2 separate regions of the Mus musculus genome follow, and region 1 is linked to region 2. The links are chromatin contacts, called in public Hi-C maps. All regions are on one chromosome and are shown on one strand. The core of a region is the stretch at or near the end of the contact, and the rest is flanking DNA. Distances in the headings are between cores, read along the strand shown. Region 1 has its middle 10 kb from the start of Tmed3. Region 2 overlaps Mthfs (5, 10-methenyltetrahydrofolate synthetase).

Evidence for each region. A called contact is a pair of places that touch in the nucleus more often than the background predicts.
Region 1: a contact with region 2 is called in a Hi-C map of bone marrow-derived macrophages, with 12 read pairs. The contact joins two enhancer-like sites. A contact is called at or near these places in 7 of 39 promoter capture datasets (the C10 cell line, cranial neural crest, embryonic stem cells and 4 more), 7 of 484 Hi-C or Micro-C datasets (the G1E-ER4 cell line, LSK cells, bone marrow-derived macrophages and 3 more), 4 of 115 datasets of contacts at active chromatin or transcription factors (the 230-238 cell line, bone marrow-derived macrophages, memory CD8 T cells and 1 more) and 3 of 9 other capture datasets (adipose tissue, liver and pancreatic islet).

What each region holds. Positions count from the first base shown.
Region 1 is chr9:89,692,116-89,697,649 of GRCm38.p6, reverse strand. No RefSeq gene overlaps it. Among named protein-coding and RNA genes, the nearest start is that of Tmed3, 10 kb to the left of the region's middle. Within about 2 kb of position 2,304, at least 9 of the 459 cell types and tissues checked have an H3K27ac peak or open chromatin away from gene starts, as enhancers often do. A contact at or near this core is called in bone marrow-derived macrophages, where this site is marked.
Region 2 is chr9:89,219,644-89,224,553 of GRCm38.p6, reverse strand. The region is part of intron 2 of Mthfs (5, 10-methenyltetrahydrofolate synthetase); the gene reads right to left. Among named protein-coding and RNA genes, the nearest start is that of Mthfs, 11 kb to the right of the region's middle. Within about 2 kb of position 3,618, at least 22 of the 459 cell types and tissues checked have an H3K27ac peak or open chromatin away from gene starts, as enhancers often do. A contact at or near this core is called in bone marrow-derived macrophages, where this site is marked.

The sequences.
Region 1 (5,534 bases), core at 1,055-3,554, 470 kb before region 2:
CAAACTTTAAAATGTTGGGGGACCCTGTGGTTCCTCCAGCCTTCTTTGTGTATTCAAGAAAAAGAAAAGAAGGAACTCCCTCACTTCAAGCCTGGGCTCCCTGGGCGAGACCCCCACTTCACATGCAGAAGGAGGTGTTCCATGTTGCATCAGAGTAGGAAATCCTCAGTTGGTTTGGCCCTTTGGGGCTTGAATCTGGGTCTACCATGCATCATTGTGTCATCAAGGACAAGATGATAACGAGCTGCTTTCTCTAAACTGCCCTTACTGGTGATGTGGACGTGAGAGAGTGTTCTGACTGGACAGGGAGTTCAGCTGCATGCATCATTATTGAGGAGAATTCACTGTCTTCTAGCAAAATCTATTTGAGTAGAAACCTGGATGCTCTGGCAGGCGGATGGCACAGCTGTTATCAGCTTACCCGGGAGACTGAGAATCCCTATGGGAGGAGACAGAAGATTTCTGACTTCCTCTGAGGGTTAGTATTCTCAAGGGAGGAGAGGCTTTTCAAAACAGGGCTGGGCACACCGAAGGTATAAGGTTGGCACTTTCAGGAACTTGTGTCTAAGTCCCACAGAGGAGGGAGAAATGGGAGAAAGGGACACGGGAGAGAAATCCAGTGAAATGTGAATTGCTTCATACGGTAGGTTTCAGAGACATGGGGAGCGTCTGCAGGTCTGACTCTAGAATCCTTATAAATTCAGACAGTCTGGGACTGGCCCCTACACGCTGGTTCTGGCCACCCTGGGACACAGCCCTGTGCCAGTCAGACTACCGCAGTGTGGTATGAAGAAGCTGTAACATTTGAGGCTCAAGAACCATTGGTATCAGACACCCTCCACAGGACCACCCCAAGTAGACATTTGTTAAGATACATTTCTTTTTTTTTCTAAACAGGGTCAAATCCTAAGCCTCTTGCCAGGTATCAAATTAATAGGCATGTCTTAGTTAGGGTTTCAATTGCTGTGAAGGGATACCATAACCAAGGCAATTCTATTTTTTTTTTGTGAGATATATATATATATATATATATATATATATATATATATATATATATTATTACGTATTTTCCTCAATTACATTTCCAATGCTATCCCAAAAGTCCCCCATACCCTCCCCCCAACTCTCCTACCCACCCATTCCCACTTTTTGGCCCTGGCGTTCCCCTGTACTGGGGCATATAAAGTTTGCAAGTCCAATGGGCCTCTCTTTCCAATGATGGCCGACTAGGCCATCTTTTGATACATATGCAGCTAGAGTCAAGAGCTCCAGGGTACTGGTTAGTTCATAATGTTGTTGCACCTACAGGGTTGCAGATCTCTTTACTCCTTGGTTACTTTCTCTAGCTCCTCCATTGGGGGCCCCGTGGTCCATCCAATAGCTGACTGTGAGCATCCACTTCTGCGTTTGCTAGGCCCCGGCCTAGTCTCACAAGAGACAGCTATATCACAGTCCTTTCAGCAAACGCTTGCTAGTGTATGTGATGGTGTCATCGTTTAGAGGCTAATTATGGGATGGATCCCTGGATATGGCAGCCTCTAGATGGTCCATCCTTTTGTCTCAGCTCCAAAGTTTGTCTCTGTAACTCCTTCCATGGGTGATTGTTTCCAATTCTAAGAAGGGGCAAAGTGTCCACACTTTGGTCTTCGTTCTTCTTCAGTTTCATGTGTTTTGCAAATTCTATCTTATATCTCGCTAGACTAAGTTTCTGGGCTAATATCCACTTATCAGTGAGTACATATCATTTGAGTTCTTTTGTGATTGTGTTACCTCACTCAGGATGATGCCCTCCAGGTCCAACCATTTGCCTAGGAATTTCATAAATTCATTCTTTTAAATAGCTGAGTAGTACTCCTTTGTGTAAATGTACCACATTTTTTGTATCCATTCCTCTGTTTGAGGGGCATCTGGGTTCTTTCCAGCTTTTGGCTATTATAAATAAGGCTGCTATGAACATAGTGGACTAAGGCAATTCTTATAAAGGAAAACTTTTAACTGGGGCTGGCTTATAGTATCAGAGGTTCAGTCTACTATCATCATAGTGGGAGGCATGGCAGCGTGCAAGCAGACATGGTGCTGGAATTGCTGGTAGTTTTACATCTTGATTTGAAGGCAGCCAGAAGAACACTATCTTTTGCAGGCAGCCAGGCAGAGTATAGAGCTTAAACATAGGAACCCTCCAAGGCCCACCTACACAGTGACACACTTCCTCCAACAAGGCCACACTTCCTAATCATGCCACTTCCCATAAGTGGAGAATGTTCCAACCACCACAATATGTTAAAGGTTTTATTGTATTCCTGAATCAGTAGGGAGTCTGGTTTCATAATGATTCAAAAGTGAACAGACACTGATTCATAGCTATGAAGTAGCTCTAAGACATTGAGACACACTAGTCAGTAAACCAGGAGGTTGTGCTATAAAAAGACAGCAGTTCCGAAAATAGATCAAGGCTAGTAGGAATTAGATGGTCTGGAGGGGTTTACAGAAACCTAGACATTTTATTTTTGTTGTTTGTTTCCTTTAAACACATTCTTCCCCTCTCAAAATATGAATGGGCCACTGAGTTATCACCACTCATTCCCCCAGCCAACTGGCCGCTTTTTTGTTCTAAGGAGATCCCACGTGTTTAAGGGTTGATTAAGACTTATAAGCTGTAGAAATATAGGGACGAAGTTGTAGATGGCTTATACGATCGTTTGCTACTTTTCTAACATTCAAAGACAATGAAGTAGCTTCTGCTGAAGCTCTCTGGTGAATGCCAACCAAAGTGTGCTGCTTCCTTCGGAAATCACTATTGAAGCAGCTTAAAAAAAATCATGTTTGGGGGTTGCCAAGATGGTTCCCTAGGTAAAAGTGCTTGCTACCAAACCTGAGAAACTTCAGTTCAATTCCTGGGACCCGCATGGTAGAGGGACAAAACGGACTCCTGTAGGTTGTTCTCTGACCTCCACATGTGTGTCATGACATGTTTATGCCCCTCCTTAGTGTGTTCTCCCTCTCCCTCCCTCCCATCCACCCTCCCTCCCTCTCTTCTTCTCACTTCCTCCTCCCATCTCATCATACACATGTGTGCATACACTCTTACAAGCAAACTAAATATGTAAATGATTTAGAAGTCATCTTGGCAATTGTTTCCATGGCAAAGCCGAATAGGTTGAAGTGGAGTGGGTGTTTTGTGTAATACAAGGGGAAGAAAAAGGCACAACCCTCTCTGGGACCCTTATGCAACTTACTGGATATAACCTGGCTTATTATACAGTTTGCCTTCAAGAAGAGAAGAACTAACTGCATTTCAGTTTTACAAAAACGTCACCTCAATGTATGAAGTTATGTTTCTGGTAATTAAGATACTGGCTTAAAATGAACCCCTTGCCGTGACTTCAGACAAGATCTTCCCCTTCATGGTCTTGTGACCCAAAGTAGTGGAACCAAATGACAGGGCTTGAAATCCTGAACTCAAATATCTGTTTCTTCTTATAGATTGAGTCTCTGAGAGATTTTTGTCAGGGATGAAAAAAATCACCTAACAAAGATGCAGCTCTAGTAATGGGGGGTATGGAGCCTGAGTGGGCCATCTTCTGTAACCAGGCAAAGCTATGGGGGTATGAAGCCTGAGCTGGCCATCTTCTGTAACCAGGCAGCATACAGTGGAGGGCTTGGACAGCAACATAACCACAAGACCTTGGATGAATAATTTGTCCTGCCAACAAGATATGCTGGGGTAATAATGGTTCAGAACTTGTGGGAGTGACCAGCCAATGAATGGCCCAGTTTGAAACCCAGCCAGGAGAGGGAGCCCATGCCAGACACTCCCTGGAAGGCCAGGAACCAGATGCTTGATAACCCAAAGACCTAGGATAGAACCAAACATGACTGGCAAAAATTGACGCAAACAAGCACCTAGTTATACTTCTAGACCAGAGCTTAGCATAACTGTCTTCGAAGAGGTTTACTCCAGCAACTGATGGGAGCAGATACAGAGATCCACGGCCAAGCATTAGGTGACGCTCAATGAACCCTGAGGAAGATGGGGGATGAAGGGTTGTAGGAGCGAGAGGACATCAGAAGAGAACGTCTCACAGAATCAACTAAGCAGGGCTCGATCCTCAGGAAGCCTGCATGAGTCTGACCTAGGTGCTCTGCATATATGTTATGATTTTGCAGTTTGGTGTTCTTGTGCGACTCCTAACAGGGAATGGGGGCTGTCTCTAACTCTTTTGCCTGCTTTTGTGACCATCCTCCTGGGTTGCCTTGTCCAGCCTTGATATGAGGGGATGTGCCTAGTCTTGACGCAACTTTTTATACCATGTTTGGTTGATATGCCAGGGAAGCCTGCTTTTTTCCTGAAGAGAAATGGAGGAGGAACGGATCTGGGGAAGAGGGGGGTGGATCAGGGGAGGGACTGGAAGGAGAGGAGGGACAGGAAACTGCAGTCAGGATATGAGAGAAGAAGAAATATACAAAAAGCCCCACAGGAATGTTGAAAATAAGACGAAAAGACTTCAGGAAACATCAAGTAAACAAAGAGAGAGAAAAATGATTGTGACCTCTGGTGAACAATCACATCAGGCTGTAATATTACACGTTTGCATCCAGGAGCCTATTGAAAGCATGAGAGGTCAATGGATGTAACTGAGACAGAGTACAACACCTGGAGAGCCACGGAGGGAGGGAGCTGCAGTGACTCACACAGGAGCATGCATGTTTCCTGCCAGAGCCTTGGCCATTCAGGAGAATCAAGTGTATGGGCCAGGGAGCCAGGTAGCAGCTTCTTTCTTAGTCAAATGACTTAGTCAGATGAATTGGAAATGGGATGGAGGGACATTGGGGCATATTCAGAGTTTGTTTTTTTTTTCCCCCCATCTCTAAGATACTTTTAAATTGAATTTGGGCCAGCAAGATGGCTTAGTAGGCAAAAGGCTTGGTGCTAGGAATTTTATGGTCCCGAGTTTGGTCCAGTCTCCCACAAATCATTTTCTTTCTTTTTGGTTTTATGAGACAAGGTTTCTCTGTGTAGCCCTAGCTGTCCTGGAACTCACTCTGTAGACCAGGCTGGCCTAGAACTCAGAAATCCGCCTGCCTCTGCCTCCCAAGTGCTGAGATTAAAGGCGTGTGCCACCACTGCTCAGCGGCACAAATCATTTTCTAATCTCTGCACATGCATACTAGATGCATGTGCTAGCTTATACACAAACACACACACACACACACACACACACACACACACACACACACATTAAATAAGTGAATGTTTAAAACTTCAAAAATTGTGTGTTTCAAACAACAACCCTAAGTTACTATTCCTAGTAATAGTCAAATAGTTTATGGTAATCAACTATTCTAAGCACTGGTGAGTGTTGTGGTTGAGTTGGGTACTGTCTGACAAGTCAAACTAGTGGCCCCATTCTCACCAAGCTTTCCACTCACTGTGTGAGGCTCAAGGTTACCTGCTCTAGTCCAGAGACTTGGATGCCATTTCCCACAGACTATGGACTCTCTCCTAGAATACCACTAGGTGAAGATCTGAAAGA
Region 2 (4,910 bases), core at 2,369-4,868:
CCACTGCCATCATTTCCCTTCTTGCTTACCTCAGATGTGATGGCAAGATCTGCAGAAGCCATTTCACAAGTAGAAAAGAAATGCCAAGAAAATGGTAGCCTACACTCTCCTCTTAAACTGAGATGTCAATGTCAACAATCACATGCCACTGAAATTCTATTCCCATTGCACAAAAATAAGTAATAAATAAGCCCCCTCCTCCTTCAAACTGGATTTCACAAGATTTCTGTTCCTGTTAAAATGAAATGTCATTACCAACAAAACTGTAATAATCAAATAAATATATTAACCTACAAAGAAAGTTTTAATAAATTCCAAAAGTTCTAAAGTATTTGTGTTCAACCTTCTTAATGTTGTGACCCTCTAATACATTTGCTCATGTTGTGATGACCCATAGTCATAAAATTATTTTTGTTGTAACTTCATAACTGTAATTTTGCTACTGTTGTGAATTATAATGTAAACATCTGTGTTTTCCAGTGGTATTAGGTGGCCCCTGTGAAAGAGTCATTTAATCCCCAAAGAAGTCGTGACCCACAGGTTGGGAACTGCTTCCCGAGGGAAACAGATAAGAAAATGGTTAGGATGTTTAATAACATTTAATAACTTTAAATATTGCTTGGACCAATGAAGCATTTAATACCATTAAGATAAAACAGATAACGATGAGTCCAAAACATTTATATTAAAATGTTAACTATTTTTATATTTGTACTAATATACAGGGAGGAGTGAAAATAAAGGAATAAGGAATCATAAAGATGTTACAGTCTAATAGCAAGCTAAACAATATTGACTGCTTGCATGATTAAAACAGAGTAGGAAGGGCATGTGGGACATGCCTTTAATCCCAGCACTTGGGAGGCAGAGGCAGGCGGATTTCTGAGTTCGAGGCCAGCCTGGTCTACAAAGTGAGTTCCAGGACAGCCAGGGCTATACAGAGAAACCAAAAAAAAAAAAAAAAAAAAAAAAAAAAAACCAGAGTAGGAAAAGGGTAGACAATAAGGAGATGAAGTTGGGGGAGACACGGGGAAGGCAGATAGTAGGAGAGAGGAATGAAAAGGGAATGAAGGTCTCTGGGGAGGGAAAGAAGTACTGGAATTCCCTCTGTGCCCTTCCACATCTCTGTCCACAGGAGAAGTTTTTCATAGCTCCCTGTCCCTAGCTCTGAGTGTTCAGAGCCTAAATATTTCACCCAGCCAGTCCTTGAGCAGCCCTTTCCTCCTCAACCAATCACCCTTGTTAACACCGATACTCCCCATCCCACCTACTCACTGGACCCCTGGCCCTCTGCATCCTTAGCCTGTCAGCACACTGACCACTGCAGGAAGTTAAGAAAATAAATCTACTGAACAAAGCACAGATGTCTCAAAACTCTTTAGAGTTCGCATCACTGGACTAGGTTACTTGCCTATTATACTATCTTAGGAATAAAACCTAACTGTGAGTCTACCAGAGAGGTCATTCAATAAATATCATATATGGTTAGTACTTTATTACAACAATTAATAGCCTTTAAAAAAAAAAAAGTATTGAGCTGGGATCCAGTTAGACAAGGGCTTGCCTAGCATGCCTTGAAGACCTGAGTTCAATCCCCGGTATAGCATAAACAAGGAATAGTTGTAGATACCTAAAATCAAAGTACTTGCTAGGGTCAGACATAAAGAATCAGGAGCTCACAAGGTCAAGGCCATCTTTAGCTACTTGGTAATTCCAAGCCAGCATGGAGTATAAGAGACTCCACCTTAAAAACAAAACAACCCACTAAAGTAAATAAAATGAAAATAAAAAAAAAAAAAGAAACTGAAAAGTATCTAAAAGTTAGAAAAATATAAACATGAAATCCTTCTAAATCTGTCCACCTTAGCCTTTCTTTTTCTTCATCTATGTATTCAAAAAAAGAATTTATGTGTGTGTGTGGTGTTTCAGGAGACATACAGTCTCACTACGTAACTCAGGCTGGCCACAAACTCACGAGGATACTCCTGCCGTAGTTTCCAGAATGCTAGAAAAACAGGCAGTTGCAGGCATGTCCCATCAACCCAGTTTCCTTTCCTCTCTTAACTCTTTCCTAAAACATATAAATATCTAAAGCAATAATTATACTGCACTGTTGGATGCATAATACATAGAAACATAATTTATATGATACAAAAGGGAGAGGAACTCATACAGAAGCAAACTCCCTGTATTTTATTGGAATTTAGTAAACAGAGATCTGAAACAGACTGAGCTATATTATAAGCTATATTACATTCTTTAAGAAACAGAACTCAGGAGGCAGAGGCAGGGGGATTTCTGAGTTCAAGGCCAGCCTGGTCTACAGAGTAAGTTCCAGGAAAGCCAGGGCTACACAGAGAAACCCTGTCTCAAAAAAACAAAACAAAAACAAACAAACAAAAAAACAAAAGAAAACACTAAATTTCTTTTAGACAGAATTTAAAAATCAACAGGGGCATTAAGAGAGAGTTGACACACACAAACTCCCTCACTTCGTATGCCTCGCTGATTACATGACCAGTACTTCCCAAACACCTGCATTAGTGGAACTACAGAGAAGGCTGAGACCCCTGGCAGGGGTGAGACCTGACCCTGCACAGATACAAAACCACTTCTATTTAAATATTTTTTGGTTTTCCTTGAAATTAGTATCCTTATGGTCCATGAATTGCTTTTATTTTCAACCATGTATTTCACGTGTGACTATGTTGCTATATATAAAAAGTCATGTGAGTTTCTGTTTGTGTGTTTGTTTTGCTAGGTCTCCATCAAAATTAGCAAATGTACCTGGTTAAGAAAATGTACCTGTTGGTCTTATTGCTCTGTAAGGTCACCAGATAATGAATGCCCTTTTGAGAAAGACATCTAAGCCAATAGCTTTACAGTGTTTTAGAACTTACTGGAAGAAAAATATCAGATCCATTTCATGATCAGCACACCTAAATAAACATTTCTTCTCAATTTCTTTCTGGTTTGGTTTTTAATGCTTCTTAAGGAAATTAAAGCCCAATGATGCCAGGTATAGAACTGCACATCCTGGTACCCCAACTCCAAAGACTGTGGATAAAGCATCGTAAATGTAAGGACACTCTGGGCAACCTAGGAAGACTCTGTCTCAAAACAAACCAGTGTGGTGACTGACGAGGAAGCTGTTGGTATAATGCTTACCAAGCACACACAGTGCCCCAGGTTGATCTCCAGCACTAAACACATGGGGACAGTGGCATGCATTGTGGCCTCAGCATCTGAAAGGTGCAAGCAAGTTAAAAAGTTCAAAGTCATCACATTCAGTGAAGTAGCAAGTAAGGCCAGCCTGGGCTACATGAAATTCTGTCTCAAAATCAAACAAAGCCATTAATGAGTCATGGATTGAAGTTACAAAACTCTGCCCTATATAATACGATAAATGGCTTCAGTAAAATCAACAATGTTTCTGTTGTGTGAAGGAGATGTGGTTAAAGGTTTGCTAAAACACTTCCTGTAAGAGCAGAGCTGCTACAAATCACACTGAAAACAGCAAATCGTGCCGGATCTTTAGCAACTCTCTTCTTTGCTTAGTATAAACTAAACCCAAACCAAGTGTTCTCTCCTGAGCATGTGACAGTCATCTGTGTGGCAGTGTCTCTGAGTCACTACTTAATATAAACTAAACCAAACCAAGAGTTCTCCTGAGTATGCGGCAGTCATCTGCGTGGCGGTGTCCCTGAGTTTCTGCAAGTAGCTGAGACAGTATGGCCTGGTCCCCAGGACTATGGACATCCCTGGCTTCAGTCTAATAATTAACACATTTGTTCAGCATACAAAAGAGGAGATATAGCAAAAGTATTAACTTCATCTGATCTGAGGCATAACAATGATCTCAATGTACCCCAGGGCACAAAAAGAACCATGGTGCAGTAGGTCAAGATCTGCCATCTCGCAGGAGTGGCACAGTCTAAAGCGAGACAGTTGTGATCATCCAGTGGCTATTAGGATACAGAAGCACTTACTGACAGGGAATTAGAATTTCCTAGTAATATCATGCTGCAAGGAGGGAAAGGTTAAAGCCTGGTGCCAGTCAGCGAGGAACCTCTTTTCTGCTTTTCCCATGAAGGAACTGGGGGTGGGGGGAGGGGGCAAGCCTGGCTTGTTGTGCTTCTAGAAACCAAGCTTTTGATCCTAAATACTCCATTAACAAAACTGCAATTTCTGCTTCTTACCAACCTTTAACACAATACCCATCACAAATACACAAGGCCTCCAAGCCAATCCTCAGCCTCCACTGCAAGTGTGGCAACATCAGAAGCCAGGCAGCATCCCATGATTCTCTTAACTCAATGATTTCCCAAAACCAGCCCCGAGAGACTGAAAATCCCAGGACCATCATGCAGGAAGGCCCTGACCAAATCAGAGATAATGTTGACATTTTACATATGATATAAATAATTAAAAAAATCACAGCATCTATAAAATAATTCCCATGTATTCTTTGTAAGTTTTTAATTCAGGTGTTCTTCATGTATAAAGGACTGATCATCTATTCATCTATATTAGTATTGTCTGAACTTATAATAAATTCAGATTTACTTTGAGAACTTTCCAGTTTGAATCAACATGTTGCGAAAGTTATTAGGGTCAGAGCATAGACCCTGGCAAGCAAAACAAGCCAGGCTCAGCCACTGCCCTCAAAAGGTCAATTACACAGACAACAGTACAAAACAGAGAGAGGAGATTAATCCAATGTGGCCACATTGGAAGGAGGAATCAATAAAGAGGTGCAACGAACGCCGCCCCACCCAATCCTCTGCTGGTCTGGCCATGATGTTCACTCTTTGAGTATGCCTCTATTTACTCATTTGGTTGGTTATTCTGTTAGTTACTGGGGAAGGAATCACATGTTACCAAACATGTAGGAAATCACAAGTCAAGTT